Linked DNA regions of Danio rerio: region 1 is linked to region 2. The links are chromatin contacts, called in public Micro-C maps. All regions are on one chromosome and are shown on one strand. Each heading gives the region's core, a stretch centred on a gene start, on an enhancer-like site or on the middle of the called end of the contact. The rest is flanking DNA. Distances are from core to core; before and after follow the strand shown. Region 1 overlaps fkbp8 (FKBP prolyl isomerase 8). Region 2 holds the start of LOC141380319 (inactive tyrosine-protein kinase PRAG1-like).

What was found. A called contact is a pair of places that touch in the nucleus more often than the background predicts.
Region 1: a contact with region 2 is called in a Micro-C map of caudal fin, with 4 times the contacts expected there. The contact joins the enhancer-like site here to the promoter of LOC141380319 in region 2. A contact is called at or near these places in 2 of 18 Hi-C or Micro-C datasets (caudal fin and hematopoietic stem cells).

The regions. Positions count from the first base shown.
Region 1 is chr22:20,740,962-20,746,413 of GRCz12tu, forward strand. fkbp8 (FKBP prolyl isomerase 8) reads right to left here. Exons shown (of 9, transcript NM_200884.1): 8 at 1,243-1,377. The region is part of intron 1 of LOC141380320 (a long non-coding RNA gene); the gene reads left to right. Among named protein-coding and RNA genes, the nearest start is that of ell, 6.3 kb to the left of the region's middle. Within about 2 kb of position 3,435, at least 25 of the 62 cell types and tissues checked have an H3K27ac peak or open chromatin away from gene starts, as enhancers often do. A contact at or near this core is called in caudal fin, where this site is marked.
Region 2 is chr22:20,550,217-20,555,783 of GRCz12tu, forward strand. It overlaps LOC141380319 (inactive tyrosine-protein kinase PRAG1-like), which reads left to right and starts at 1,388. Exons shown (of 4, transcript XM_073937792.1): 1 at 1,388-1,814; 2 at 1,949-2,100; 3 at 2,664-3,166; 4 at 3,841-5,076. The coding sequence starts at 1,693. The coding sequence ends at 4,845.

The sequences.
Region 1 (5,452 bases), core at 2,185-4,684, 190 kb after region 2:
TTTTGTGAGGAAATGCAAAGTTTCTACAGAAAAGCAACAGTCAGACCCCCTAGTTTTTGGCTATGATTACAGAACGCAAAATAAACAAAAAGTCGAAAATTTTTACAATCCTGCAAAATTCTTAATTAAATGCAAAACTATAGCAAAAAATGCACATAATCCCATAAAACATCACATTCCAAACTTTATAATCAAATTATATTTATTTCAATTTGCAATTAATTATTTGACATGACTTATAGATATTGTGTACGCAGCAAATGTGATGTATTTAAATGTCTCTCAAAAAAATTCACATCTCATCTGCCCCCTTACAATATATATATATTATTATAAATATATAAATATATATATATATATATATATATATATATATATATATATTATATATATATATATATATATATATATATATATATATATATATATATATATATATATATATATATATATATATATATATATATATATATATATATTGTCCTCAAATTTCTGAGAATTGCTACCACAAAATCAGTAATTTTTATCACAAAAATGGGGCCAACGGTTCTGTTTTTAATCCGGTTTTATATGGTCAACTATAGCATCACTTAACTAGGAATTATTTAAAGGGTTAATAACTTTTTTTTTAGGCATTGAAACCAAACTGTTTCTGTATAGTCCATTTACATTTCCTATGCTCTCTTATTTCTGTTTTATTTATTATGTCTATACTGCTTGTCTGTATCTTCTCTGTAAAGCACTTTGTGCGGCCGTTTGGAAATGTGCTATATAAATAAATTAAATAGAACTAAATGACTCCTATAATCCTAGGATAAAGTCTCTGGTCTTAGATCATTGTTTGGAGTTGTTCACCAAAGGCTGACTAATGATCAAATATTCCCTCCGATGAAATTCTGGCAGTGTCACAGATTGATGACGTCAAACTCCAGATGAGATCTGCATGTGTCCGTGTTTGGCAAGTCTTGATTGCTGTTATGACATGGGGATCATGTTTGTTTAGTCTGACAGGCTTCGATCATAAAGCACTATTAAATATCGCTACGTGAACTAAGCTTAACTTATATATCATTGTACAATTTTTTTAGTACAAATATTGAACTGTCCATTTGGTGCGCATGATCATGCACTTGATCATTTGTTAAATCCACTTCCTGCTGAGCGTAAACACAGACAGGCCAGCTCATAAATAAACAGCACATAGTGTTAAATAGTTGAAATAGGGACAGTTTGTGCTCTCACCCATGAGGACTTGGCACGGTGTTTCTGCACACTGCTGTTGGACGGGTTACCCAGCATCTTTTTATACATGGCCTGTTCGGCTCCTTTCTGCTCCGAGTGTTTCTTCACAAGCTTCGACAGCTCAGCGTGGATAGTCTGCCAACGAAAGGGCAGAGAGAGAGAGTGAAAAGTGTGTGTGTGGCTGATGAAACTGTTGCTCGCTGTGGCACACAAACACAGCTGAGCGGTAGAAATGGATCAAACATGACAGTGCCGTCAGGTTTTAAGTGAAAGCCTAACAAAAGTCGAGGCATAAGCCGATTTGAGATTCAACCTTATTCGCCTGTTTCCCAATATCAGCTGCAATGCCGCAAAAGCAGAACTGAAAGCATCCTGTACTGAAGAAATGTGTCTTTATTTTGGTCACAAACACACCATTTGTCCTCATTCAAAATCAAAATCCATGACCGTCATTAGGTCAAAAATGGGGTTAAGATGTTTAGATTTACACTACCTGACAAAAGTCTTGTCTCCTATACAAATTTTTGGAAAAACAAATTTAAATTAATAATAACTGAAAGGCAAAAGCCTCTAGATTACACTTATTTTACCAAAACAGAATATGATCATGCCTTGATTTTTAATTATTTAATTAGGACCGTAAGGTCTGACTTTGCTTAAACAAAAGTCTTAATTAAAATAATGTACAGTATAGAATATAAAGTCATGGTGCAGTGAGAAAAGAATTAATGTTGTGTATGACTCCCATGAGCTTCGCCAACTGCTTCTATACATCTCTGGAATTACTCAAATAACTTATTAATAAAGTCATCGGGAATGGCAAAGAAAGTGATCTTACAGGACCCCTAGAGTTCATCAAGATTCTTTATAATCAAATTCAATTCCTCCTCTACCATCTTACCCCAGACACACTCAATAATGTTCATGTCTGGTGAGTGGGTTGGCCATTCCTTGAGCACCTTGACATTTTTTGCTTATTATTTGTTGCTCTTACACCTGGGATCGACGACAAGACTTATGTCAGGTAGTGTAGATCTAAACCTCTTCACTCTGTTTTAGACCAAATGAAGGTCAAGGATTTTGATTTTGAGCTCTTGAACGAGGACAAATGATGTGTTTGCCTGTTTGTTTCTGCCAATGCAGAGGAGTTTGATTAATTTAATGAATTAGTATATATATTGAGATTCCTTTGTTTCAAGAAACAGCATGATTCCGTTGTGAGATAAATCTTTACTTGAATCCTAGGTGTGATTTGTTTAAATGAATCAGAATTGTTCGGACTGTAGCGATTCAGTTCATTAGGATTTTTGGTTGAATCGTGTATAAATTTCTGCTAATCTTGTATTAATTTACAAACTGATTCGTTCAACAGTAGAGTTTATAATAATGTAGTGTGGTGGCGCAGTGACACAGTGGGTAGCGCTGCCACCTCAGAGCAAGAAGATCGCTGGTTCGAGCCTCGACTGGGTCATGTGCTATAGGTGAATTGGGTCATCTAAATTGTCCGGAGTGTATGGGTGTTCCCAGTGATCGGTTGCAGGTAGAAGAGCATCCGCTGCGTAAAACATATGCTGGATAAGTTGGCGGTTCATTCCACTGAGGTGATTAATAAAGGGACTAAGCCGAAAAGAAAATAAATGAATGAATAATGTAGCGTTAAGGATGATCAATTTGCATAATTATTCAACTTACCGAGTCACATATTTAAGAAAGACCATTATGAAGAACAAAACCTGCTAAATCACTGCGTTAACCTATAAACATTGAAATTACCCATCAGCTTAATATGCCCAATTAAACCGAACAGTGTGTCATTATCATTATTAATAAGCAAAGAGCGACGACTAAACAAACAGCATCTTGATTGTTGACTTTCAAGAGCCGCCCGAGTCAAAATATCCCATGACAACCTGCCATTTCGTTTAATTGCCGCTACAGTATAATTAGCGGCTAATGGCAAAAACAAGTGGCGTGAAGGCAAACCGGTGCTGTGTGATCAGAGGGGATGAAGGAACTGAGCCTAGGAGCCTCTGTAAAGGCCAGACACATGAGAAGAGAGGGTGTAAATGTGCAGACGTAGGTGTTTTGGCTGGTCCTACAGCAGAGAGGAGCTGTCAGATGGTGGGACGCAGGGAACCTCATCCATCCGGCAGTGTAAGCAGAGCAGGCCAGCGCTGCTTTAGATATGGCCAGTGCGCGGAGGGAGATGGGTATTTATAGACGCGGAAAGAAATGTGATACTTTGAGTTTTTGAACAGGCTGTTCTGGGTCTGCAGCGCCCTCTGCTGGTGACGATGTGAAATGCATTTGTTTCTGGGACTTTATAAAAAAAAAGTAGCTCTTGACAGTTTTATAATAAAACATTGTTTATTAACATATGAAGGGTTTAGATGCAAATTCCTCTAACTGCCATCTGAAATTTTCCTCTAAAATGAACATTTTTATCAGGATCCTGTCATGTAGGTTCAGTAATATCACATTTATGGCAAAGGACAAGTCCTTTTCCTGGTCTTTAAAGTAAAATAACTCAACATAAAAAAAGGACGCTGAGAAAAATTTTCATTTTCAATGAAAATTTGAGATGGTACTTTGAGGTTTTTGCATCTGAACTCTTCATATATTTCCGACATGATAACATTAAATAAATATATGAAATAAAATAGTACTTCAGGTGACGACTTTTAATGAAAGACGCAATTATGAAATAATGTTAACCCTTGTGCACGGTTCAAATGTACTACCCTTTTGTTATGTTCGGGATGAAAACATCCTCTGAATTAAACCGTTGTAAAAATGCATCAGATAAATATTTTTTTCAATGTTATTGCATAACATCTGTTTATCAACCTCAGTCCTAATCAAAACTACAAATTTTTTTTTAAACTCTTTAATTAACAAATTCACAAATGATGTGACTGAGTTGGTGTATAAAAAAAATAAATACACAAACAAATTACGTATTTTCGATATAAAAAAAAGATATTGTGGGCTGGATTTTTTAAAACCTTTTATCACAGTCTTCGACATGTAAATGATTAGTAACAGCATTGGCTTTGATGCATTGTTAGATATTTTTTTTTCTCCCTAATTTACTGTTGGTGGCTGTTTTAGCCCTATTGACTTCCATTATAACCACATTTGATGGAGCATGAATACACAGTCTTTGTTTTTATTTACTCTATGTAGTTCAGAGAGCTGAGATCCATATTTTGATTTTCTCAGACGAATAAAAGTAAATGCCATACCCATCAACATTGGTATGTAAAAATAAGGGATATGCCCACCATAATAAGGGATATCCCTTATATCTCAGCCCAAATAAATCCCCAAATTACTAAATATGTTCTTCTGGAGCTGTTTCATTGTAAATAAACAGTCAATAATATGTTTTATTATTATTATTATTTACAAAAGAAAAAATAAATAGTATACATTAGCAGCAAATACATTAGCAAACAGTTTAGCTTATTAAAATTAATAGCTATCATAAAGAAATAAAATCAAGTTATCAAATCTCATTAACCTTTTCTTCACTGTATAACTGACACATTCTGATTAAAGAGCAGCGAATGAATCTCTCATTTGAGCAGATTACATTAAACAACAGAGGTGTCACTTTAAAAAGGCACACATCTAATGTTATAATGAAAGCATTTGATTGCTTTCATTATATGCTCATTTAGGACAAAATTAGTTGTTTGAAAAACTCCCCACCAAGATCGACATCTTTAGATGTTGGTATTATTATGTGCATATGTCTGTTCAAACAAGCACCCAAAACCCAGATTTTCGCTCTGCTTCAAATCAAGAGTACAGGATCCGTTTGGGAAACAGAGTCTATTGCTTACTATGAAGCGCATCTGCTGACAGTCACGCACCGCTATATGACGTTTTGTGGATTGCATAGGAGGGGCGACCTGTAATGAAAAGGAAAGGGAATCCTGCCATTTTTAATGTTTATTGCCACCCTTCAGAGAAAGACTGAAAATATATGGGAAAAGAATATGGGAAAATACCTTTACAGGATGATAGTGGGATAGAACTTTAAATACGAGAAAGTCCCAGAAAAAACTGGAGGTATGGTAAGTGCGCAAATGCCACTCCCATACACATACACACACTTTATTTTGCTGTTATACTCCATACAAAGTCCAGAAACTAAGCTGTTGTTCACACAGGCCTATCTAAAGGGTTAATGGTGCCAACTGAT
Region 2 (5,567 bases), core at 138-2,637:
AATTAAATATCACGTTTAACAAATAGTAAGACACGATCCAGCGGTACATCCTTGATAAACTGTCCAATGTGCACTGCTCTCTGGAGCTTAGACGAGGGCATGACAGTGTGTGTGGCTGTGTCTGTGTCTGTGTGTGTGTGGGGGGTCACGTGATATGCGTTTTCAGCGGACGGAGGGCTGTTCAGAAAAGCTAGGTAAAATAAGATGTGGATCAGTTTTGCTCTACAATGCCATTTTGTGTATTTGTGTATTTTTCGCGGTGCGGAGGATCTGCGATGCCGGCTCAGCATCGTGTTGTCTCTCGGCCATCGGCGATGGCATCGTTTATCGGCCCAACCCTAGTAGAGATTAGGTATGGATTACATTTCGAACAAACATTATGTTCTAGGATCAACATAGTTGTTAATCCAGGATGACATACTACTTTGTCCACGAGTGTTAACACCAAATTGTTGGTACTGTGGCACCTACATTTATACATGTGACAGAATTCACGAGTTGTTCTAAATGTGTTTACTTTTTAAGAGTTCTGAGCTGGAAGTGACAGGTTGGTTTTCCCTTTTAAGAGAAGGGTTTGAGGAGTTCAATAAAGCGCTCATAACGCAATGTTTTCATCTCACATTTGATGTCTCCTGTTTTCCTCCTCATAGTCGCTTACATTTGGTGAACCTAATGCTCTTGGATGTTTCCAGAGTGTTTTGTCAACGTGTTTTTACAAGATACGTGTGAAGGAAGGAAGACAACTGGTATGACAGACTCCCTTAAGTATTGCTTGGGCTTCGAACAACCCCTTAGGAGGATCTTCATTTTTCTTCAACGGAACTTGTGTTTAGGGCAGATACTTCAAGTGTCTGGCGATTTTGTCCTTAGTGTCAGCAATTTATGGTGTGGATTGCACCACACTTCTATTTTGCTAAGTCCTGCCTCCTCTTTTTCTCCAGTGCCTACTTCTCAGCATGGACTTCACAAGACTTAGGGTTCAGGATGAGCTATCTTCAGCGTAATTTGTTTCTGTTCGACATGATGCACACAGAGATTGACTGAAGCCATCATACTTTGGACCATTCCGAGTTCTTATCTACGGATAAGACATTCAGGATTGATGTTAAAAGGAGGCCGAAATGTGTTCACAGGGGACAGAATTCACAAGTTGTTCTAAATGTGTTTCTCCTTTAAGAGTTCTGAGCTTGAAAATGATGGGTTGGTTTTCCCCTTTAAAAAAAGGGTCTGAGGAGTTCAATAAAGCGATCAGTTCACAATATTTTCATCCCACATTTGATGTCTCTTGTTTTTATTTTCTCTGCATAATTGCCTACAGTACTGTGTTTTTGTCGCTTCAACTCAATTTGGCATGACTTGTGTATGTCAAGTTGAAAGTAGATAGAAAGTAGAAATTTACAGCATTTCTACCAATTAATAAAAATTCTCAAGTCTTGGAATGAAACAATACAATTTAGCAAGTCATCCAAAGATAGTAGTACTAAAAAAATGGTTCCTTTTTTTTAAGGTTCCTTATATGAAAACACAGCAAGCTGAAGCGCACAAAATGCACTCAGCCTTTCCGCTACCAACCTCAGATGCTAGATATGCTGTGGTAATGGCTGAGAGAGAGACAGAGAGAGAGTGAGATAACTTCCACGTGTGCTAAAGCACCAGAAGAAAACTACAGGAACTGGCAGTTGGAGGGGGTTGATGCACATTCACCACACTCAAACTATCACACGCCAAACTGCAATGAATCAAGCAACAGACTACTCTCTCCTGGGAGCATCAGGAGGGACATCGCCACCTGCATTGCCCATCAAACAGCGCAGGTAAGAGATGCTAGTGTTACACTTTGAGTTATGTACACTTTAAAACAGGAAACCTCAGTTACTTGTTGTGCAGTATAGTGAAATATAGCAAAAATGAAGCAGGTCTAGCATACTCTCCATGTGTGCATGTTTAGGAGCAAGTCTTCCTCAAGCTCGGTTCAGGATTTAGAGCTGAAGGTGGGAGATCTACTCCCGTCTGGACCACAGACCCCAGTGTCTCCGTTTACTGAAGTCTTCACTACTACTTACTGTAATGCAGCCCACTGTCCAATACATCATCGCTATGGTAAGCACTCATACCATGGAGTTGTTAGGGGAGAAAAAATGGTTTATTTTTAAAAGTTAGCTTTGCAGCAAGTGATGATAATCCTACTGAAATGAGAACTAAATATCGTAACCTTTTACATGCTCAGCCTTCCTCATTTCTGATTGTTCTTTTACAATTATTTGTTGTATACATGAAAATGTTAAAGGAAGTAACACCTGAAACCAATACAGTAAGCCACGAGACAGACAACTCAACCACGTAGTGCCTTTGTCCCACGGTATTGTGGGAACTGAGAGTTTCCATAGATTTTCATTCGCAAAACACATGACATACCACATCCAACTATGTAGTTTACATGCAGTATGTGTATGCTTTATGGCAGAGGTGTCCTGGAGAGTTCATGTCTAACGTGCTCCAATACACCTGCCAGGAGGTTTCAAATATAGCTAGTAAGAGCTTGATTAGCTGGCTCAGGTGTGTTTGATTAGGGTTGGAGCAAAACTTTCCTAGACACCGGCCTTCCAGGACCGAGTTCAAACACCCCTACTTTTTGGTAACCTTTACCCTGTTGTGTTGCTCAGAAAATCACCAGATGAGATTCTTCTCAGATGAAATTCCTCCTCCGGTACCCAAAAAGAGTCTGACGAGAACCCTATCCCTCCCGATGGAGACTCTGGAACCACCTTACCTTGAACATACAAAATCCTACAACTATGAAAATCCCTTGTATATGATAGCACCATTCCATGGCAGCCATACACTACAAGAGGAGGAGCTACAAGAGGAGCTGCATCAAGGTCTGTCCTTGCACAATATGACCTTTGACACGCCAGATGAGCAACTTCAAAGAGTCCTCAGAAGCTTCCAGAGCCATGAACAAGTTTCCACAGGAATTCAAGAGTGTTATCTTAAGTTTCTGAGAAACATGTTGCAGAACATTGAAGCAAGCATCTTCTTGAGTGAGCAGGAAGTGGAGATTTCAAAGACTTGTCATCCAAATGACTTCATACTCTTTGGGCAGAAGTGGAATTCTTACTACTTAGTGCGTTGCCTGAAGATTCCTGGAAGAATGTTTGCAGCAAAGGTAAGGACATCAACCGTACAATTATAAAAGAAGACAAGTCAGTCTAAACTAGATGCAGAATGAACCTACTTAGCAATTCTAACAACCTGAGATTGTGTGTATGCTGGTGTGCAATAACACACATGACTTTTCACTCCGAAAATATAAGTAGGCCATCATTACTTCCCAGTCTAAGCCCCTGAACCAAAAACAGAATGCAAACCCTTATAAGGCAACTCTAGCTCACAGTACAAAACCCTCAAACCACACTTCCCTTCAACGCACCAGGTGTTGAGCAACAGTGCTAACAGTTTAATATGTGCCACGTACATTAAAGAGAAGGTTTTAGTCACAATGCAAACGTTTTGGGGTCAAGAACTGCAAGAATCATTTTCCAGCAAGCATACATTTCTTTTTAAAAGTTTATTATATATCTAAATAAAGATTGTTTAGCTAAAACAAGGCTAAATGAGTTGTCTCTAAAAAAAATTTGACGTCATCGCATACACAGTGATAATTGACTACACCAATGAAATCTTACTAATCTAATCATATTTAGTTTTTTTCGGCAATTCTTAGATGTCCTTGATTCTTACTGACAGCCCAAATTTAGCCTTTTATCACAAAAACACAAAATTGCTTGGTGGGTATGTAAAATGTGTCTATACTAAAATTAACTCTAAATGTTCCGACAGGTTCACAGAGGGGATTCTGCAGCAGACTTTGATATATCCATACCTCATCTTAACATTGAGCAAGGTGTGCTCCATTTTCCAAAATGCACAGCTACAGATCAAACTTGCACCTTCGGGCCTTCACATGAGGACACCACTGAAGTATGTCAACAGCAAACAGTTGCTAATCTTCTGGAGCAAGGTTTTAGTGCAACCATGGTAAGAGATTTTCCATTGGGAACACTGGAGGACTTTGTTGAGGAGGGACACTCTTTGCACTCCATCCATCCTGAGGTCTATGAGAGGAGAATTTGTCTTCTTGCCCTCCAGTTGGTACAAGGACTTCAGCAGCTGGGACATTTTAATGTCACTTCCAGGGATCTGAAACCACAGTGTGTTAACTTAGTGTGGCCAAGCATGAAACGCAAGGATGCTAATGCTTGTGAATACGCTACTGATTTGAAAATAGGAGGAAACATGAATAAAGACTCCATCGAGCAAATAGAAGAGAAGAAAAAAAGTGAGATTTGTCAAACCTTATGGGAAGATTGGGGCACCCCTCGTTTGGTCCTTAAGAGCCATTTCGAGGATGATGTTTTTCAAGAGGCAACATCCCAAGAGTTCCAGTTAGGGACTTTGCTCAAGTACAGTCTACATCTCGATGACAATAGCTCATCTGAGATCAGGGTAAAAAAAGACACCCCATACACCTCAGGTTTGCTGTGGCTGGTCACCCAGCTTACATCTGAGAAACCTGAGCTACTATTGGCAGATGTGGCAGCGGTCCTCCAGGTCTTACTTTGGGGTCCACGACAAGGACTCTTCATGCAGAACCAACCAGAGAACTCTGTGTTTCACAATTGGCAGTTACTTAAGAGATCTCTTCTAGTCCTCAAGCTTGCAGAGAAGGGACTCTTTCAGGATCAGCACGGCTTTGACTGGGAAGACTATCTCTGCTTGCATTATCTATCTTTTTCTGATCCAGAGACTTTGCGTAGCATAACTGAACGCATAGGCCTTCACTAATTTGTTAGACCTGCTTAAAAGATAAAACGCAATTGCCAGTTGGTAAGCCTCAGAATCACCTCCACACTGATGTTGCTATGAACTTAATTAACATTTGAAAAGCTAAAAACAGACCTTGTGCTATATTTGTACTTCAGACTCATCTAATGCTGCATACTTGCATAGACATAACATACAAAAAAAATAATATTAATAAAATACGGCCCTGCATGTACAATAAAAAAAAATAAACAAGACTAAATTAGCATTTATCGCTGCCTTTTATGAATTTGCTGACTTTCTTGCTAAATTGGGAAATTTGATTTTAAGGGTTAAATCACCCCAAAATTAAAATGACCTCACTTACTCTTGTTCACATGGTTTTAAAACTGAGGGTTTTTTCTACTCTTGAACAAGATATTTTGAAGAATGCCAGTTCTTATCGATTTAGCAGGAAAAATGCTATGGAAGTCAATGGCAACCTGCCTTTTGTTCCAACAGAAAAAACTAGGTTTGTGACAAAAGCGTGAGTAAATGACAGAATTTTCATTTTGGGGTAAACTATTCCTTTAACTCATTTTAGGTAAATGGCTCCCATATTAGACAAGTTAATGTCATTATAATTTAGAAAAGTTGAGGAAACAAATTACCCCAATACCTTGTTTCACACCCACATATCATCTGAAAGGCTCCATACAAACGCACAACTTTTCTTTCCCCATTCTCTTGATTAAAAACAACTA